Regions from separate parts of the Anas platyrhynchos genome. Here region 1 is linked to region 2. The links are chromatin contacts, called in public Hi-C maps. All regions are on one chromosome and are shown on one strand. The core of a region is the stretch at or near the end of the contact, and the rest is flanking DNA. Distances in the headings are between cores, read along the strand shown.

Evidence for each region. A called contact is a pair of places that touch in the nucleus more often than the background predicts.
Region 1: a contact with region 2 is called in a Hi-C map of liver, with 3 times the contacts expected there. The contact joins the enhancer-like site here to the promoter of P3H1 in region 2. A contact is called at or near these places in 2 of 8 Hi-C or Micro-C datasets (liver and skeletal muscle).

What each region holds. Positions count from the first base shown.
Region 1 is chr22:8,161,181-8,164,247 of IASCAAS_PekinDuck_T2T, reverse strand. No RefSeq gene overlaps it. Among named protein-coding and RNA genes, the nearest start is that of CDC42, 30 kb to the right of the region's middle. Within about 2 kb of position 1,612, at least 3 of the 8 cell types and tissues checked have an H3K27ac peak or open chromatin away from gene starts, as enhancers often do.
Region 2 is chr22:8,121,919-8,124,782 of IASCAAS_PekinDuck_T2T, reverse strand. P3H1 (prolyl 3-hydroxylase 1) reads left to right here and starts at 1,506. Exons shown (of 15, transcript XM_027443201.3): 1 at 1,506-2,016; 2 at 2,604-2,756. The coding sequence starts at 1,537. C22H1orf50 (chromosome 22 C1orf50 homolog) reads right to left here and starts at 1,474. Exons shown (of 4, transcript XM_027443203.3): 1 at 1,301-1,474; 2 at 597-683. The coding sequence starts at 1,453.

The sequences.
Region 1 (3,067 bases), core at 363-2,862, 39 kb before region 2:
AGCTCTTTTACACAAGTGCTTCTATAGCCTGAGAAACACAGCACGTGGATGCACAGAAGGATCAAGCAGATGAACGCACACCTCATACGTGCAGGTGGTAACACCACGCTGTGCTAACACAACCCGTAGCAGCACCTTGATTTTCTCAAAACCAAGGAAAAGCTAGAAACGCACAAGTAACAAGAGGAAGTATTTTCACAGAAGCATAAATCCTAAAGTCAGGAAACTGAGATGTAAAAATGAAGCAGGTATTATAGCTTATATACTTTTAGTAATAGTATAGCTTATACTTTTTAGTAATATACTATTACTGCTTATATAGCCTATCCCAGCACAAATACTGGTGGCAAGGGTGGTATTAAAGATGACAGTAAATCTGCGCTACACAGCTCAAGCCCATTTCTTATCAGAGCCCAGGAGGAAGTGCTTTAAGGCCTCTGACCTGCACCTGCCCAGTTCTGTACCCCTACACCCCGCCCTGAAACACCCAGCCAGTCATCCCCAACGCAGGGCACCAAGCTCTGGGGTTCTTCCAGCTGATTCATTCAGCTCTCATCCAGCTTTGCAAGCTGCCAACATGACCCAGGCAGCCCTGCCAGCTGTCTTGAACGCCCCGAGGGCTGCTGGAGTCAAGTCCCCAGTGTCCCACACCGCTGCAAGCACTGCTCACCTCCAGAAGCCCGCCGAGTGCGGTGCTGGGAGCACTGCTCCCACATCCTGCAGCAGCCCTTGCAGGAGGCTGACGTCAGTAAAATGGGCTGATTTTTCATTTCAGCCATCCAGTCTGAAACCACCAGAGGGCAGCTTGAAACGGAACCATTTAAGGGCTGCCCACAGGAAATACTCCATTTCCGAGCACCCAAAGCTGCTTGCCCAGGTATGGCACAATAGGTTAAACGCAGCCCACCACACACTGCCTGCCTTCGGGTGCAGTGAGCTGAGCATTAATGGCTCAGGGAAGGCCCCTACCTGGCTGCAAAGCGGTTCTAGGGACCTTTAGGTCTTTTTGGTCCTTAGCAGCAATGTTCCCTATTAAAGCTTACCTTGACAATCCAGGCCAAAGAAAACCTTGGGGAAAGCAAAATACTTCACTAGCTTCCAGGGATCACTAGATAAGGGGTAATCCAACAAACACGCTGCCTTTGTTACTGGCAACCTCCAACAAAGCAGAGAAGCAGGCAGAGGGCACCCACATCAGGCCAGACCTAAAAACACAAAAATCTATATCCAAGAGTTATCAAAATCAGACCGGAGTCCTGCCGCAGCATGGGGAGTTTCACTCCCCTACCACCATCCAGATGTCCTCTGTCTGGGACAAGGGCTTCCCCCCACACCAGGCTATTTATCCAGGTCCAGGCAGATGCCAAATGTTCTTCTCGATTTTACCTCACTACAGCGAGCAGGAGCTGACCTGTAAGCATCAGAAAGAATCCCAAGGAAGAAAAGGGAGGAGGTCCTGGACTCACTGGTATGTCTATGGCAGGGCAGCAGGATCTCTCGCTAAGATAACCTGGCTGTTGAGCTTGAGCCTGTGCCCTGTTACCAGTTTCTTGCACAATCCTGGACAAGTCATTTAGGGCAGGAGTTCACAAAGCTGTTGGTTGGTTGGAGCTCCTGTGATCAGGCTTCTCCCAGGCGGGGTTTCAGGAACTGATTCAGCTCACGAAAAGGACAGCTCACAGTGGGAACTAAGGGAACTAAGCCAGCAGAAATACACCACCAGGAAAAGAGCCCTGCTCCTTTTGCCAGCCAGAAGAGATTTATTCTTAGTTTAACCGCTTTATGATTCCTTTTTACAGTTTCAGAAGCAGTAATTTCCTCTTATGTGCTTGATCCTCTCCATGAAACTTAAGTCCTTAACAAGGTGCCCAGGCATTCAAGCAGTGACTTGCAGGCTTCAGATGGACCAGAGGAGGAAGAGAAGCAACAGGGAGGAACGTTTCTTGGAGGAAGACAAGTGTAGGTGGCAGGGGAAAGCAAAGCAGTGCACCTCCCCAGCACAGGACCCCAGGTAAAACAGCCATGCAGGAAGACAAGCCGGTGAGCATGAGTTAAGGCTACAGGAAGGCTGGGTCTGGGCAGTGCTGACAACAGCACTCTCTGTCCCACTCAGTCTGTTTTGAAAAGGAGGCAGCTGCTACCAGCTGCAAAGCAAGGCCTAGATGGTGGCCAAGTAGCAGAGGACATTGCTGTCTCTTGGGACCATGCCAAAATCATCAGTCTGTTTTTAGCTGCATCTACAGCAGCAAATGGCAGAGACAACAGGAACGTGTTCACCAAGTGAAACCATACCCAGCAGTAACCACACGTTTTTTTGGGTGGCCTTCAAACTCACTCTAGCCAGGTCCCACAGACACAAACCCAGTGAACTGATGAAGTACAATATCCAATTCAAACACGCTAGAGACATGGGCTCGCTTGCTCTTGCCCATTTCCCCGTGGGGCCCCAGGAAGCTGTGCACACTGAGGAAGCAGTGGTGCTGCTGAGCAGCTGCACTAGGACAGGGAGAGGCTCGATGCGAGGCTGCTCGCAGGACAGCACAGGAGGGGACACTTCCCTCCTGTCCTCCCAGCCCAGGGGCTGCCATGTTTGCAGTGTACACCTAACACAACTCCAGCTAGCATGCTCTGGGATGTTAACCAGAACGCATGGCTTACGGACAGCTTGGAGATTGGCTTCAAAAGCACACTGACCTGACTTAACTGATGAAGGTGGCTGCACCTCATCCCATCTCCCCCCAGGAGCCCACTAAGGAAGGAAGAGCAGACAGACACAAATCAAGCAGAGTGCACACAACAAAGACAGCCATGCCAGGTCAGATGAGGCAGCACACTGATAACAGGTAGCATTTGCTAAGTGGTGCACTGCCATTTGACCCATGCCAAAAAACATGCTCCAAAGGTGCTGGTAAAGATGCAGTTGCACCTCAGAGGTCTTATCAAGCATGCGCATCTTTCCTTGCACAACGTGCTTAAGCATAAGGCACACCACTGACAGCAAGAATGAGCACATTACTCAGAAGAAAAGGGAGAACAGGATTAAAGAGTGACTGAACAGATTAACACC
Region 2 (2,864 bases), core at 257-2,756:
GGCAGCTCCTTTCTCACTCCAATCCTTCTCTTTGCTTCCAGAACTCATGATTGCAGCCCCAGGGGTGAAGGCAGAACCAAGGACACCAAGCCCCACTGTGTTTGTGGCCAGGTTCTGACTGCTCTGGCAAAAGAGCCTGGACAAACTCAAGAGCTGAGACGTGGCCAATCACTGGGGAAAAGCTCATCTGTTCTGTGCCAGGTCCACATTGGAGCATGACCCACAGGCTGCAGGGACAGGAGATTCCCATCACACAGCCACCACTGACGCCTGAGCTGCTCTGGTCTGGCCCCCAGCTCCCATTGCTCCTGAGAAAGAAGTTGGTCTGCACAGGCAGAAGTCCTCCTTGCTATGCAGAGGAGTAAGGGAAAGTCCCAAAAACATCTCCCCCGCCCCCAGCTGGTACCAGACAATAAACCTTCACTGTGTCCCCACTGAACCTTCTCTGTTTGGCTTCTGGCAATGATTCGCATCCAGGTTGTTCCAAATGCTTTGCCATCACCTACGAAGCTAGGTTGTTGGCTGGTTCCTCACAGCCAATGTGCAAGCACAAGGCAATGAGCTCCCCGCCCAGCCACCAAGAGACCTGCCCTCACCTTCCGAGCCTGCTCCTGCAAATACCGGATCTGCTCGGCAATGACGGTCAGGCGGTTGCAGGCGTTTGCTCGGACGAAGTCACCCGCCTGCAAGGAAGAATGGGGCTGTTCAGGACCGGGGCAGCCAGGGCTCTCTCTGGACACTTCCACGCCAGAGATCTGCACGTGCGCTGGAGAAGCCATGGCCACAGCCTCGCTCAGGGCTTGGACAGGGCTGTGGTGGTGCAGGAGCTGCCCAGGGAGCTCTGAGCCCAGCAGCCTGGCAGGGGGACACCAAGGCACCCCCAGGAAGGGAAGTGAAAGCCACAGGGCCAGGAGGAGGCACCGGGGTGCCTGGGGCTGCAGCCAGCAGCAGAGGGGGCGGGGGGAATTTCCAGGAGACTCTGCTAGGCCAAGAGGCAGCGCGATGCACTGGGAGAAGGTGGGAGGATGTACTGGGGCGACTGGGAGGCACTGGGGGAGGCAGCAGGACACGCTGGGAGGCACTAGGGGAGGCAGGACAGACTGGGAGGCACAGGGGGAGGCAGCAGGGCACAGGGCACAGCACAGGGCACGGGACAGGGGCCCCAGGAGACGGAGGGCGGCACTGGGAGCAGCGGCCCCGGGACCGGCGCTGATCCCGGGAGGCCCCGGAGGAGGCCGGGCAGCAGCGGGACAGCGGCCGCCTGCGCAGCCCCACACCCGCCCCAGCCGCTTCCCCTCACCTGCTGCACCTGCCGGGCCAGCGCCACCAGGTCCCCCGGGTCCCCGACGCGTGCGGCCCGCCCGGCGCCGCCCTCCACCAGGGCCAGGGCCAGGCCCGCGCCGCCGCCGCCGCCGCCAGGCTCCGCTTCCCCCCCCGCCGCCGCCGCCGCCATGCCGGGGACAGAGGCGGGGCCTCACGGGGGGGGGGCCTGCCGGGGCCGGGCCTGCCGGGGGCGGGGCGAGCCCAGGCTGGGCCATGGCGCTGGCGGGGCAGCTGCTGCCGCTGCTGCCGCTGCTGGCGTGGGCAGCGGGGCCCCCGGAGCCGGTGGGGCCCTCGGAGCCCTCGGAGCCGGCCGGGCCCCCGCTGCCGGCCGAGCCCCAGGACGCGCTGTTCGCCGCCGGCGCCGAGGCGTACGCGCGGGGCGATTGGCCGGGCGTGGTGCTGCACATGGAGCGGGCGCTGCGTGCCCGCGCCGCGCTGCGCTCCCGGCTACTGCGGTGCCGCCTGAGCTGCGCCAACGCCACGGCCGGGCTGGCGGAGGAGCAGCCCCGGCTCCAGCCCGAGCCCGAGCCCCCGCTCCGCGACCTCCTTTTCTTCCGGGGGCTGCTGCGGCGCGCTGCCTGCCTGCGGCGCTGCGGCCCCGCCGCGCCCTCCAGGTACCGCCTGGGCGAGGAGCTGGAGCGCGAGTTCCGCAAGCGCAGCCCCTACAACTACCTCCAGGTCGCCTACTTCAAGGTACGGCCCCGCGGGCGGGGGCGGGCGGGGAGCGCCCCGCGGGGTCCCCCGGGAGCGGAGCTCCGCGGCCGGGGGGACGCCGGGGGTGTCCCGGGCCCCGGGAGGGGGCGATGCTGGGGGCCGGGGCTCGGGGGCCGGCGGCCGCCCTGGCGGCGGGGGTCGGGAGGCGGCCCCGGGCCCTCCCCGCCCTCCCCGGCTCCCCCCGCGGTGCCACGTCGGGCCTGGCCGCGGCCCGCCCCGGGCCTGCCGCGCCGGGGGACGAGGAGCCCCGGGACCGGCCCCGCTGCGCTCGCCCGGTCCCGGTCCTGGCTCTTTGGGGGCTGGGGGGGGGGGAACGTGGAGGCTCGGCCCGGCCGCGGCCCTGCTGGAGGAGCCGCAGCAGCGGGGCAGAGCCGGGCTGCTGCTTTTTGGGTAGGGGGCGGCTGGACAGGACGATCCCAGGGGTCTGTTCTGCCCTTCCCCATGCTGTTCTGTGACCCCATCGGGGCCCTGGGGAGCTTCCCCTCAGCACCGTGCGCACGGGCCGTGGACAAACGGGAGGAGGTTTCGGTCCCGGTTCCTCATGCCTTCTGCCGCCCCCCACCCAGATCAACAAGGTGGCGAAGGCGGTGGCAGCGGCGCACACCTTCTTTGTGGCCAACCCTGAGCACGTGGAGATGAAGCAGAACCTGGAGTACTACCAGATGATGGCGGGCGTCAAGGAGGCCGACTTCATTGACCTGGAGGCCAGGCCACACATGGTGAGCACCCCATCCACGGGTTTTATCCACAGGGGTTAGAAAGATGGATTGTGTTGGCTGGGATCGTGGCGATGATCCTAAAGTTCATGGCCATGGCTGGGTGTGGGG